Linked DNA regions of Mus musculus: region 2 is linked to region 1. The links are chromatin contacts, called in public Hi-C maps. All regions are on one chromosome and are shown on one strand. The core of a region is the stretch at or near the end of the contact, and the rest is flanking DNA. Distances in the headings are between cores, read along the strand shown. Region 1 overlaps Dlg2 (discs large MAGUK scaffold protein 2). Region 2 overlaps Dlg2 (discs large MAGUK scaffold protein 2).

Region 1 (7,466 bases), core at 1,640-4,139:
TCATCTTTCATTCTACAGATGCTTGGGAAGTTACTAATGCCACTCGGGGCTCTTTTGGAAGGTTTGTGGTGGTGGCAGAGAAGGGAGGCTATTAGGAATGGCCTCTGACTTGAAATCTGTGAATTACTCTTCTTAGCTCCATGCTTCAGTGTCATCTATTTGAGAACACTCTACTTGAAGACAAAACAACAAAATAAACAAAAACCCATACCCTTTGTCAAGAAACATCCCTTCCTTTATCTTTAATGAGAATAGAGGCAGGAGCAATGCTACTAGCCAGGAGTTCTATGTTACTATCTCTTCTATGTCAATTTTACTTGGAGAATTTTGTCTTTGTCTTCAAGACTCCTTCTCCCTGTTCTTAAGGTTAAACTTCACTCAACACAGGATTTAAACAAATCAGCTTTTATAGCTGCAATAATCAGATCCAAGAAGGTGCATAGCATTTCTGTGACTGTTAGGAATGTCAACGTATCTTTCTTGTCTCTTCTTGTATGTAGAATAACATTCTGTACTGATTCTTATCAGTGATTAATGGCTATACTATTAATTGCTTTCCCATGTATCTACAGTACATGATGGCTACGAATCAGAAATACATTTATGTGTTGGACATTTGAGTGCCTATATGACACAAAATGAGAGATCCATATCTGTAAGTTTAACAGAATTGACTTTAAATTATTTGATCAATGATCCAGTCTATCTAATAAAAAAGCCCACCAAGCAGAACGTGCATGCAAATATCTTCATCTTTTTTTTAGCTACTGCTGTCTCTCATGTGAATGGATTAAAATTAAGAAGTCTTGCTAGGGTCTGCATAGCACATTAGACCTTAGTGTGCGAGCCAGAACCATCCGGAAGTGCCTAGAACTCAGAGGACCATAAACAGTCTTAGTCTAGCACAGGAGGTTCTCTGGCAGTTTGGAAGGGGGTGCTAGGCTGGCAGAGCAGATCAGAGTTGATCCAGAAGCTGGAAGTCTGCCAAGTTCTCATAAATAAAAATCTGTTTATCTTTTGTTGAACAAAAAGTACTCTACTCTCCTTTCCGACTAGCAGCCTGGGTTGGCACAAGACAGAAGATCAAGGAAGGAGAGAAATATGGAGATAGAAAGAGAGGGAGGTAGGGAAGAAGATCAAAGTGGGTGTGTGTGATATAAATCAAAAGCCAAGGAAAGCCAGAACATGTATGTGTGCTTCTGAGTTCTTGGTGATACCACAACATCGTACATCTATAAGATACAACCAGAAAACACATTGCAAAGAATTTGAAAGAGGTTTGCTATGTAAGGCTTAAAGCTATGGGGTGAAGCAGGTTTGAGATTAAGAAATAATTCTGCTTACACTAGCCTGATATGTAGAAATTGCTAAAGTTGCTTCTGTTAATTGTACGGAAAACCAGTATTCTCTGTGTCAAATCTCATTTCTTTTTGTCACCTAAGCTCTCCAAGGGTTGAAAAGCAAATCTTTACTTTTATCTCCCATAATGTTCAACCAGAACGCTCCAGAGTCAGTTGGCTGAGGGACTTTGCTGAGAGAAAACTTCTTTGAAAAAGGAGTTATTTCGCAAACAGGAAAAACCTATTTCAGAAGAAGTGTAGAGTCAGTGAGAATATGAAATAAATAACAAATCTGCAAAGGAAGTGATGATTCCTAGGAAATATGTAAATTCAACTCAGAACACAGAAAATAACCAGCTGGGAGAAGGAAGCAGGCTCAAGAAATGAACTCTGGAAAAGTATGGGCTTTTATTTCCTCTCCCAACAGTTCAGCAGAACTGCCAGGCGTGTTAAGTGGGGTGTGTGTTATTCATAAAGTCTGATCATTGTAGATATTTGACTTATTTGAGGCCTGTGAGTAGAGAGCTGGCATTTTTCCAGCTCCGTTCTATTTTTCTTGGTGGGCCTGTGACCCTTAACCTGTGTCCAGCCACGCCCTGCACCTGCTGCAGCCTTCTCACCTTGCTACATTTCAGGAACAAACAAGTGGGGAAAACAGGGGGTGGAGGTGGGGGCTGGGTATAGAAGGTGGTGGCTGACAACAAGGAGCAGAAGAAAGAGAAGATAAAGACTCCTCAGTGTAGTGAATGGGTCAGCTCATTGATTCTTTTTTTGTATGTTCACTTTATTAATTTAAACTAAATTCTTGAATGGCACTTTGACTAGATCAGGCTTCTCTTTCTTCTCAGATGTAAAGGAATAGAAGGAATATGGGAAGAGAAAGAGTGAGACAGATATTACATAATTTTCACTGTTTCTCTCGTGTGTCTTCATCCTCCACTGCACTGCTCCTCCCTTTGTCATCTTTCAGGGGGGCAACATTTCTGTGATCATTTTCGTGATGTTTCTTTGCCCCATGGACTGACACGTGTGTAGGAAGAAGGCCCCTAATTGTTTTTGTTCAACCCTGATTGCAGTACCTGATACCAAGTGGGTTCGCAATAAATGTTGAATGAATTGTCTGGCCCAGTCTGTCTGCAAATCTATTATTCAAAGACCTGGGGGGAAAAAGTAGGTCAAAGCTTACTGACCTCTCTCTGTCTCCGATGCTGTCTCTGTCTCTCTTTCTCTCTCGCCTTTGCACCTTTAAGAAAATAACCCACAGGCAGCCATGTTGGCTAGCCCAGTGAACACTTGAGAAGAAGACGTTTTCTTTCTTTTTTTTTTTTTTTTTTAATCAGATTTGGAGCAGGACATGGGCAAGAAGAGCACTGGAGTGAGAGATGACCCACTCTTCCAGGCACTTAGCTTGAATTTTTTTTTCAGACAAACACTCGACTAAAAGGAAATACTAGCTTGCTTTTTGCCACAGAGAACAGGATGAGCCAGGATGTTAATTAAATTACAAATCAGCTGTCTGCTTGCAGCTGACAGAGCTTTGTGCGCTTCCAAGCAACGTCAGATATTTTAAACCCTCTGTAATTACCTACAATGGAGAAGCTGCCAGCAAGGATGCCTTCATGAATATTTAACGGCTCTCAAGATTCTTTTTAAAGCACTGATGATTTGAATAATCAAGAGAGACCCTACTGTTACTTTGGGCTGCCCTCCATCTGTCCAGAGAAGATTCTAGAAGCCCAGTCAGGAGTACAGTCTTTTCCTGAGCTGGGTCCAGATTCAAGGGAAGCCAGATTCACCCAGGGAGTCACCCAAGAGTTAAACAGACCTGATTTCTTTGAATATGTCGTGATGTTTTGAATATGTTTGGCCCAGGGAGTGGCACTATTTAAGAGGTGTAACTTTTTGGGGTAGGTGTGGCCTTTTTGGAGGAAGTAGGTCACTGTAGGGGCGGGCAATGATTACCTCCCTAACCTCGTGGGAGCCGGTCTGCTCCTGGCTTCCTTGGATAAAGATGTAGAACTCTTAGCTCCTTCTCCAGCTTCATGCCTTCCTGGACTCTGCCTTCCTGGTATGATGATAATGGAGTGAACCTCCTGAACCTGTGAGCTATCCTCAATTAAATGTCGTCCCCATTTAAATGTTCCCTTGGTCATGTGTCTTTTCATACCCATGGAAACCCTAACTAAGACTTATATCAAAATGGAACCCCAGTCTGAGGTGCAGTGTTGTGAATTAAATCTACATAGGTAGCACACAGGTTTTTGTTGTTGTTGTTGTTGTTGTTTTGATTTTGTTTTTATTTTTTAGACTAAAAGGCTAATTTTAAATGGTCTTTTCTCAGGTAGTTCTCAGAACTGGACAGAGAAGATGTCACTCTGATTTCCAAGTGTGAAGGAAAGAGGCTTAGAGGATCTTCAAAATACACTGTGAAAATATGTTTCAAGACAGCAAGCTGCAGCCCAACATGGTCGAGGAAAAGTCTGTTCTAGCTATGGAAACATGAGTCCAAACTTCCATTCTGACACTTGCCTCCTGGGAGACCTTTGGGAAGTTCTTGAGTATCTCTGAGCGTCATTTAACTACAGTTATGCATAAAAGAAACAGGGTTTATTTCACAAAAGTAGAGGAGTTGAATACAACACTGTATTCCAGGTGCGCACTAAGGTTCAGGACAAATGGTGACTCCCCCATTTCATGAAATCTGAAGAACGTTGCAGTTTTCAGCTTTGTTATAGAAATAAAAAAGAGTGTAGCCCCCCTCCCGCCCGAGAGTAAACTTTCATTCAGCTGTTTCTATCAGCAATAAGAAGAGAAATATGAACAATTATTTGAATTCTTATCCTTCCACTCCTGAGGCCACTGAACTTAAGTAACCTCATAAAATCTCAGTAGTGGCTAAGAGTCATGTTCTGAAGAGATGATTTGGATAGCTCCTAGTCCATCACCTACCACATAATCTTGGGAAACTCATTAAAGTCTCTACGACTCACTGAAAGAGTAGGAACATGCCTATATCACAGGAATCTGCCAAGTGGCATTACATGGAACGACTTAGGAGATATTTTATACCCTTGTGTATAATCAGTAGGTAGCCTAAATTGTTTTTCTAAGGCATTTGATGCTGTAAATGACTTGTAGTGATTTTAAAAGTGGCAGAAACTAGAGAAATAATTCTACCTTTTCCTCCTCAGTATCTTAATCTGTTTCCATTCCTCTATGAGTCAATCTGTCTGGATGCCTACAAACACAACAGTTTACTGAACCCCTACTAAATGTCAGGTACCATAATAATGTGTTAGGAAAATAATATTACTGAAGACCCTGAAGGGAGTGCTCTCTGGTGCTTCTGGGAGCATAGAGATTTTAAAGAAAGAAAAAAAGATAACACATAGGAGGGAACAGAACGAGTTCCCTGCTTTTCGTGCACCAAGTTAGAGCAACAAGAAACAGATACCACGTAGATGAAGCCATCTCAAAGAGTGTTTCTCTAGACTCATCAGGTCACATATAGGTGAGTAGCAGTCTCATATAAGCATGCAAAAACATACCTAAGTGTATGGGAGGAAGAACAAAATTCTGAGATGATAAATATTTATCTGCTGTTAGTGGCTATTTCCAGGTTACTGTTAATTCCATGCATTGAGTTATATGTATTATTTGGGGTAATAAAATAGTTCAGAAAACAGAACATTTAAGCATGATCAAGGATTGGTGCTGAAGGAAAGAAGGCCCAGTGTATTTTGTGCAAGGGGACAGCTCTGGCCCTATGAAATCCTCATTCAAGTTCAGCTGAGTTAATTTTGGGACTGGATGAACCTCAGAGACCAGGGTAGTCACTGCCAGGTTAGAAATATAGGAAGGAAGAACTACTTGTGGGACGACTGTGGGGGATCAGCTTTTGACGTTAAGTGGCTCCAATACTAAGCCATCAAAGTGATGATTTCAGAAAGAGCCCAGCAATTAGTTTGCCCTTTGGAAGCAAAACTTCAAATACTATCTGAGTAACACTCCGTGGCTCCCTGCTACTGGATTCATTGGAGAACAGTAAGATCCCGTGGGCAGTCTCTGTCTGACTCAGTCCACCAGCTGTGAGTCTACAGCACCAGTGAGAAGCACGCACCATGGAAGAGACAAGCTGACACTTCCCCGGAAGCCCATGGAAAGAGGAAATGTTCATGTTAGTGATAGGATTAAAAATGTGAGGACAAATCCCTGTGCCTCAGTGTCCTGGGATTCAATTCTGTTTCCACCACTAAGAAGCAATGGGGCTTTGGGCAACTATGAAACTCATTCACACTTTATAAAAATCAGACTTGGGGCATGGTGGTTGGTGCTATAGGAAACCAGTGAGATAATATGAATAAATGTTTTGTAACAGCACTGTGTTATATTAGGTCATTTTTATACAAGTTTGTGTTACACAGTGAGTCTGTGGCCTCCTAGACTACTGTATTTCCCTCCCGCTGCAATTGTCCCCCTGGTTTCATTTATAATACAATACATGATTTTATACATCAATATAAGATATTAGAACAACAAATGATGAAAAATATGGTGTATGTCTTTCTGAGACTGGCATTAATATAATATAGCTTCAAATGACTGCATTTATTAAGAAGCACGTACATTTTTTTCTCAAGTCCTCAGTCCTGGCACATACCTAGGGACTCTAAGTATTTGCCTATTTTTGTATCAATGTCAAACAGGTACAAGTATTAAAGCAGACCCTTCCTAGTGCATCTTAGGTAGGCCTTGCCAGTATTAGTGGTAGCTGACATCCACCAGGCTATAATAGACACTTCAGAACAGTTAGGAAATAGCACAAAACCCACTTGAACACGGGCAGACTAACATGCCAAGGATGTGATTTCATCTTGTGAAACAGTGGTCCTCAGCCTTTCTAAAGCTGTGTCCCTCTAATGCTGCTCCTCATGTTGTGCTGACATCCAACCATAAAATTATTTTTGTTGCTACTTCCTAACTGTAATTTCGCTACTCTTTATGAATTGTAATGCATCTGTTTCTCCCAGTGGTCTTAGGTGACCCCGTGAAGGAGGCAGTTCACCCTCAGAAGGGTTGTGCCCCCACCGGTTGAGAAACACTGCTCTACACGTTCAGTAGGTGCTTTTCGATTTCTTTTGAAATGTAAAGGACTCTTATCTTCTCTGGTCATGCTTGCATCCTCTGCCTATATTTATTACATATGCTCAGAAATAACATATGGAGTTAGTTTGGTTCATGCACAAGCCTTCCAACCATATCTGATATCCCAGAATGAAATCACATCCTCACCTGAACCCAGCACATCTCCTGGACTCTTTCGGGAAGGCTGTGTGCCTATGTCAAGTGTATTCCAGGTATCCATTTCCTTTTCTTTCCTCTGTGACACTCAGAGACTGACATGCATTCAACAAATTATATATTATCAGTGGCTACTAAATTTAAAATGTCAGGAATGCAGAAGTTAACATAAAGCAAGAACTGGGAACAATTGGGTTCATACTCCAGATGAATTAGTTTGACTATTTGTTTTTTTTTTTCCCCTCAATAGGCAAGAAAGAAAGAAAGAAAGAAAGAAAGAAGGGAGGGAGGGAGGGAGGGAGGGAGGGAGGGAGGGAGGGAGGGAGGGAGGGAGGAGAGAGAGAGAGAGAGAGAGAAAGAAAGAAAGAAAAAGGGATGATCTGTGTTATTCTTGATCTCCCCTCTCTCTCTGCACCCCCAGTGTGCACTGTGCATGCATGTCAGTGTGTTTGTGAGTGAGTGTGTGCATGTGTGTGTCTGTGTGTGTGTAGGTGGATGTGCACATGAGGGAGGGGTCTGGAAAGACCAGAGGTATTGCATTCCCCTGGAGCTGGAGTCAAAAGCATTTATGAGCTTTTCTGCCTGGGTACTACAAACAAATGTGGGTAATCTGCAAGAGCAGGACACACTTCGTACCACTGAGTCTTCTCCTAGGACATCATCATTCTTCCTTTACCAGTGTGCATCATGTTGTACAATGAGGAAGATACCAAAGCCAGAGAACACAAGCTCTCTGAGTTTTCTATCGTGAAAGCAATGTGGCCCATCACAGTGTTCTGACCCAGCTGCCTCTGTCCCACAGTTTCTGTGATAGAGGAATGTAGG
Region 2 (7,466 bases), core at 1,541-4,040, 580 kb before region 1:
TTAAGGTAAATCTTTTTAGGCATCTTATTACAGTGATTATAATGAAATAAATAAGCCACTGGTAAAAAGCGTACTATGAATGTTAAGAAAATATAAAGGCTATGTGTGTGTGTGTGTGTGTGTGTGTGTGTGTGTGTGTGTGTGTGTGTGTGTGTGATCCCTACGTTTGGGAAGGTGACACAGAAGAATCACAAATTTGAGGACAGTTTTGGCTACACAGTAAGAACGTGTCATTCACAAACATCAGGGAAACAGACAGAAAAGAAAAAAAAAAAAGACTCATAAAAAGGCACAAAAGAAACCAGTCTGGTGTTTGGGTCTGGGAGAGAAAGGAAAAGAAAGAAATTAAAAATGGATCTTTAGATTCTGACTGGAGATAAAAATGCCTTTTTTTGTTTCTGGAATGGATACACCACTGGATAAAGTCACTGAAACTCACTGAATTATATACTTGAAATAGATGTTTTAATTTCAAATATGCTTTGTAAAACTTTAACAAAAGCATTTTAGAGAAAAATTTAAAGCTTGACAAATGCAGAGACATAATCACCTTTTCTAGTGATAGATCACAAAACTCTGTGTTCTCAATTTTACATTCTAGGATACTTCACACATTTCGGCCGCTAGGAGGCGCTGCTGCCCATCTGCACAGAGTTCTCTGTGATGGGGCATGAGAGAGCATGGGCACGATTCAGCTGCTGACCAGGCTTTGTCCCATCCCTTGCATTGGGACTATTGATGGTTTACAGTAGTTAGAGGTGAAGCTTTTTAGCCAAGTCAATTATTAAGAAAGAAGCAAATGATAAAACTGATACGAAGAGTCGATTTAAAGGGACAGGCGTGAACTATCCCAAAAGAGTGTTTTCCAGTATGCTTTACTAGCTACTGAGTCTAAAATATTTTTTTAAGGTAAACCCATCAAATTCCAAGCTAGGCCTTCCATCACAGCACGGATATGCAAAATTTAAATCACTTCAGACAGTCTTTGAGCCTCTACCCTTCAAATAAGCTTTTAGTTTTAACTTGGATATTGAAATTATATTAATTAGCGTAGAGGGTGAAAGGAGCAGGTCTGGGTAAAATAGAGGTGGAATTATTCACATAATCAGTCTTTCATCACAAATATTTACTATATACCTAATGTGTGTTATATATATTCCCTAGAATATAGGAATAAAACTGATGAAAAATAAGTAACAAGCAAAAATCCTATTTTCATTGACTTGTATTATAGCTGCAAGTAACAGAGTAAAAACAAAATAATTATGAAAATATCTACTTCCTGCTTATAACACTATGTCAAATCAGTGACCATTCTAGGCCACAGGAAACTACTAAGAGGCCATGGGGAGGGGATTACAAAGGAGGGGAACAGAACTGCTGTAAAGGGTTAACAGGAAACAAAGGTCCAGTTATTAGTTAAAGTGGGATGGGGGAAGTGGAAGGCAGGGTAGAGGAGGGTGTGTGGGGAAGGATAAATAGGATTAAGAACATTTCAAAAAAGATGTATAGAAAGGTACTACTGTAGAAATTTTCTAACACACACATAATGCACACAGAGAGAGAGAGACAGAGACAAACAGAGACAGAGAGACAGACAGAGACATAGAGAGGGAGGGAGAGAGCGAGTGGGAGAAGGAGGGAGAGAGAGGGAGGGAGAGAGAGAGAGAAGATGTGATGGAATTACTCTATTTCAGGGCAACAATGTCCTTACTAGACAGCACAGGCTAACGAATAAACAGTCTAGTGCTGTGAATGGGTGACTTTTTTGAGAGTTCTTGGCCAGTGATTCCTCTAGACCATAAACAGTAAGCCTATTGTTGTTGCTTTTGGTTATGGCCAAACTTGATGGTAAGATAGCACATACTTAGATCATAAGACATGGAACAGTCAACCGGTTAGCTTTTATGGTGCTGGAACATGCTATGCATATTAATGGAAGGGAAGTACACCTCAGTCATAGCCAGCCACAGTGAAGCTTATTGCCTACAGTAATGGCTGGCCTGGAAAAACACACCCACTAGAGTAATAGTGAGAGTGATCAACCACTTTCTGCTTGACTTCCTTCTCTACAAGCTAAAACCCACACCTGACACTGTTAGCAAGGTCAAGAATTTATGGCTAGATTGGTAATAGGACCTAGAGGAAAAAAAACCTCCTAGTATTATTATGCTAAATAGACATAGCATTAGACCAATCCCATCATTATACCCATTATCTGAAAGGCTATTTGTAATAGATAATGATTAACACAGAGACACACAAATGGTTGAAGTACAGAGTCCAAGAGACTGCTGAACGTCCAGCTCTGAAGGGTATGCATATTCTATGCATACATATGCACATAATCTCCTCCCAGGATTTATAGAGCAGAAGGAGTGTAAGAACCAGAGGAAACCATGTCTCCTGGACACACCAGGGCAGTTGCACACATGCACTTACAGCAGTTGCAGCAGCATGCAGAAAAACAGTGCAAACACAAGCCAGGCCACAACCCAGCACAGAGAGAGGAGGTGGCCATGCAACCCACCTCTTGCTGTAGAGTCACAAAATGAGGGACACAAAATGAGGTGGGTAGGTGGGAAAGGTGGGTATGGAAAATGTTAGAGGGGAGGTGTAAATATGATTAGAACATGTTGTAGTAAACTCTCAAAGAATTAATAAAAAATTTAAAATTCAGTAACAGTTATTCTCTTCTCATTTGTTGAAGTTCAAAGGCTGCTTCTAACCGCTCTGAATTCTCTCTATACAAAGGACCTTTAAGACTGCCAACTGTTGAACACTGAGTGACTACTCACAGACAGTACAGATAAGGAAAAACAAAACAAAAAATGTTTAGCAGGCTGAGGTGTGGCTTGGTTGGTAGAGTGCTTGATTAGAAGGCAAGAAGCCTTGGATTGGATCCCTAGCACTTCATAAACCAGGCTGATATTCACCCACCTTTAATCCCAGTTCTGGGGAAGGAAGACAGGAGGATCAGAAGTTCAAGGATTAAAACTGAAATCAAGTTTAGGTAAAATAAAACACTGCCTAGGCTTTTTGCATCAAAATAATAAAGGTTTAGGGGCTGGGGAGATGGCTCAGGGGTTAAGAGAGCTGTCTACTCTTTCAAGAGGTCCTGTGTTCAAATCCCAGCAACCACATGGTGGCTCACAGCCATCTGAAATGGGTACTGATGCCCTCTTCTGGTGTGTCTGAAGACAGCGACTGTGTACTCATATACATAAAACGAATAAGTAAATCTTAAAAAAAGTCTGTACTAAAACATGGGATTTTAGGTTGAGTGACAATATTAAATGACCTCTATAAGCATTTTATATGTAGACAGATATATGAACATACGTATAGATACTGAATATTTAAATATAAAAATGTCTCCTTTAAATTCTAAATTTCTGTAGCTCTAAGAAGTCTATAAATGATTGATTTCCTCATGCTAAAAGTGCTTATGGGAAACTTTGTGCTTTAAATAGCAAATTATGATTTTGTTTTACACAGACCATAAGACAGAAAATCATAAAGATGATTTTGCCATTTATCACAAGTCTACTGATGAGAGAAGTTTTTAAAACAACTTTTAGGAGCTTCTATTAACATTGCTCAAGTACATGGTATTTGACAGTATTGCTTTCTTTTCTCAGTTTTTCTTATGACCACTTTTTATTAAATGCTTCTTAAAAGTTCATATCATATGCAAAGTATTCCCCTCAATAATCTATTTAAAGTTTTATGTGATTTAAGTTTTTCTCCAATTACTTTTATACAACCCACCTACTTCTATCTTAGCTACATAAATCTTGTCTTTGTCAGATATTAACACCTTCCAGATATTTCTAGACCAATAAAATGTTTCTCTCAGCTTTGCTATTTCCTCAAGGAATACTTATTCTGTTTTATATCCTCATATATCCAGAAAAATATGACTATGGCATAATATGGTTACCGTTGTCGACATTTCTTTTTTGACAATCTTACCAAACTCTGTAAATACACAAAAGAACCTTTCTGTTTTGAGAGGTGATGATTAAACAGCAACCATAACCAGTTGCCAGATGGTTGAATGTATACACTAAGTAGGATATATTTTATACAGGATAGATGAGGGTATTTTCAAGCTGAATCATTTGATAAAGTAGTACCAAAGATAATAATTTTTGAATAGATGACTGACTCTCACTGCCAACTCTGGGCCGTGGAAATTGGGCACCAAGGGCAAATCTGTCACACCTGAGAGTTTATGGGTAAATTAGCTGGAGTCACATTCACCACCTCACTTCCATAGCAGGAGCCATCTCAAATACTCTGCATCATTTGCATCTCCCAGGTTTGAAAGCTCAGTCATGTTGAACTTCCTCTTTCTCTGTCAGTTTCCAAGAATTACTGGTTCTTCTTTTAGAATACGTTCATTTTGGTGTCTATATCATGATGACCCTGTTACTGCTAATGCAGAATAGAAGACCTGAATGTACCCACCAGGACTCTTCCACTACATTGCTGAGTGACCTTGCCTCAGTGTCCACACCCATAAGGTAGTAGTGAGAGGTCTCACATGGCTGCTTGTTTTTGGAAAGAGGGGATTGGGGAAAAGAGGGGACACGGTCGGATGAGCATGAAGCAGGTTGGATGTATAAGGAGATTGGAATTTTCTGTCCTGCAGGCTAGAAGAGATGAGTTTGGGAGAAGACACTGAAGAGATCCTTAAACCACCAAATAAGGAGTGAAACAGGCATTCTGCAAAGCCCCCATGTCCTTCACATCCATGAGATGTGTTCTTGATGCTGTGCTCCACTGCCAATCAGGATACTACACATATACCTTACATTCTATCACAGTACTTTCTACTTGCCAAAGCATAGCTGTATTTCACCACTTTTAATGGAAACTATCTCTTCATAGGAAATGCCACCAGCTTCCTATTCCTCAGAGTCCAAGCCACAGCTCCTTGACTATAAAGGATGCTTAATACCAGGAATTGATTTAATTTTATGAGCATGGGCAATTCATTTGTCCTTTAATGAGTTTCCTTAGCAGTAAACAAGAGCTTTGCATGTGAACTTCAAGCACTCTCAGTAATGCTGTGTAGTAAACTTTCTAATTAAAAATATAAAATAACTTTCTAATCATTAAAATATGAACACTAATATAAAATTGATTTTGAAATGAGTAGGAAAAAAAACCTCACTGCATTCATTTTATATAGAAAGTCTTTGGAGGCAGAGATGCATGAATAATTTTTCTGATGTACTACCTTCTGGTTTCTGCCTCTACTTCCTGTCTGGATGGGAATTTCATTGAGGGCAATTCATAACTGTTCTGTGCATACTGTTCATTGATGCTCAGCCTTAAAAGACCAAACAAAACAAAAAAAATGAAAAAAGAACAAGCAAAACAAGCAAGCAGGTTTCTGGTAAAAGCCATATCCATCTTATGGACATTCTGAGCATTTTATTTTTGCAGCCAGACTGAGCACATTGTATTCTTAGCACCACCTCTAATGAATCCAGACAAACAAGCAACAACACCATTGTCTTAGTCAGGGTTTCTATTCCTGCACAAACATCATGACCAAGAAGCAAGTTGGGGAGGAAAGGGTTTATTCGGCTTACACTTCCATACTGCTGTTGATCACCAAAGGATGCAGGACTGGAACTCAAGCAGGTCAGGAAGCAGGAGCTGATGCAGAGGCCACGGAGGGATGTTCTTTACCGGCTTGCTTCACCTGGCTTGCTCAGCCTGCTCTCTTATAAAACCCAAGACTACCAGCCCAGAGATGGTCCCACCCACAAGAGGCCTTTCCCCCTTGATCACTAATTGAGAAAATGCCTTACAGTTGGATCTCATGGAGGCATTTCCTCAACTGAAGCTCCTTTCTCTGTGATAACTCCAGCTGTGTCAAGTTGACACAAAACTAGCCAGTACAACCATCTAGCTTCCTCTTCTAGATCTCAGAATCTATTGTTTCAGTATAGTATAGTTATTTTGAATTTTTTCTTCCTCTTAAAAATAATTTTTTATTCATTTACATCACAAGCATTGCCCCCCTTTGCTAGTCTCTCCTTACTGAGACCCTTCCCCCATTATATCCTCCTGTTCTCCTCTGAGAGGATGGGGATTGCTGGATCCCCCAACCCTGGCAGATCAAGTTCCTGCCAGATTAGCCACATCCTCTCCCACTGAGGCAAGACAAGGCAGCTTTGTTGGTGAATGGATACCACATTCAGGCTACAGCTTTAGGGAAAGCCAATTAACTCTCATCTTAAAGTGAATGGTCCTTGGTCATTGATCATTTCCAAACTTTGAAACAAACCAAATCTCTCTCTCTCTCTCTCTGTCTGTCTCTCTCTCTCTCCTTCTTCCTTTCCCTTCCCTTCCCACTCTGTCTTTGTTTTATTTATTTATTTATTTATTTATTACTTTTATTATTATTATTTTTTACAGTCTAGTCATTGCCCCTCCTCACGGTCAGCTCTTCTACAGTTCCTCACCCCATTCCTCCTCCTCTGCCTTCAAGAGGATGTCCCCCCCACTCCTTGGGGCCTCAATTCTCTCGAGGGTTAGGCACATCTTCTCCACTGAGGCTAAACCAAACAGTCCTCTGCTGTATATGTGTTGGGGCCTCAGACCAGCTCGTGTATGCTACCTGGTTTGGTGGCTCAATGTATGAGAGATCCCAGGGGCCTGGGTTGGTTGAGACTGCTGGTCCTCCTAGGGAGTCATCCTCCTCCTCAGTTTCTTCCAGCCTTTCTCTAATTCAACCACAGGGATTCTTGACTTCAGTCTTATGGTTGTATGTAAGTATCTGCATCTGTCTCTGTCAGCTGCATGTTGGGTCTCTTGGAGGACAGCCATGTTAGGCTCCTGTCTGTAAGCACTCCATAGCATCAGTAATAGTGTCAGGCCTTGGAGTCTCCTCTTGGGAAGGATCCCAAGGGGGGTGGGCATTTCTAGATCACTTTTCCCTCAGTCTCCTCCATTTTTGTCCCTGTCTTTTGGTGGGGGGTTAACAGGTTTTTCTGTGTAATCCTGGATGTCCTGGAAATCACTCTGTAGACCAGGCTGGTCTTGAAGTCAGAGATATGCCTACTTCTGTCTCCTAAGTGCCTCATTAAAGGTGTGTACTACCATTGCCTGCCTAAACTGCTTATTATAGGAGAACTGCTATATATATTATTATGATCATATTGTTGACTCATTGTTCAATCATTTAAAAATTAGTATTATAGTATACAACAATGCAGACTAGAAATAAATCTTAACAATGAAACAATGGAAGCAAAAAATGTGAAGTTGTGTGACTTCTCATGTACCTAATAACATAGAATAATCTGGCAAACATCAGATCTGGTCATTTGACTCGTGAATAATGATTCTGCAGTGGTCTCTTATATTTCTTGCCTTTTTCCTAGAAGATGCACTGGCTATCTTTATTTTGGACCATAATTTCAAGGATATTAGCTAGTGTAGTG

What was found. A called contact is a pair of places that touch in the nucleus more often than the background predicts.
Region 2: a contact with region 1 is called in a Hi-C map of the N1E-115 cell line, with 3 times the contacts expected there. The contact joins two enhancer-like sites. A contact is called at or near these places in 2 of 39 promoter capture datasets (the 3T3-L1 cell line and the C10 cell line), 5 of 15 datasets of contacts at CTCF or cohesin (the NIH/3T3 cell line, embryonic stem cells, pro-B cells and 1 more), 129 of 484 Hi-C or Micro-C datasets (the 3T3-L1 cell line, 3T3-L1-derived adipocytes, the AML12 cell line and 72 more) and 11 of 115 datasets of contacts at active chromatin or transcription factors (the 230-238 cell line, PVALB interneurons, astrocytes and 7 more).

Annotation. Positions count from the first base shown.
Region 1 is chr7:91,438,459-91,445,924 of GRCm38.p6, reverse strand. All of the region lies in intron 1 of Dlg2 (discs large MAGUK scaffold protein 2), which reads right to left. Among named protein-coding and RNA genes, the nearest start is that of Gm24552, 200 kb to the right of the region's middle. Within about 2 kb of position 2,889, at least 42 of the 459 cell types and tissues checked have an H3K27ac peak or open chromatin away from gene starts, as enhancers often do. A contact at or near this core is called in the N1E-115 cell line, where this site is marked.
Region 2 is chr7:92,020,440-92,027,905 of GRCm38.p6, reverse strand. All of the region lies in intron 10 of Dlg2 (discs large MAGUK scaffold protein 2), which reads right to left. Among named protein-coding and RNA genes, the nearest start is that of Gm32353, 67 kb to the right of the region's middle. Within about 2 kb of position 2,790, at least 10 of the 459 cell types and tissues checked have an H3K27ac peak or open chromatin away from gene starts, as enhancers often do. A contact at or near this core is called in the N1E-115 cell line, where this site is marked.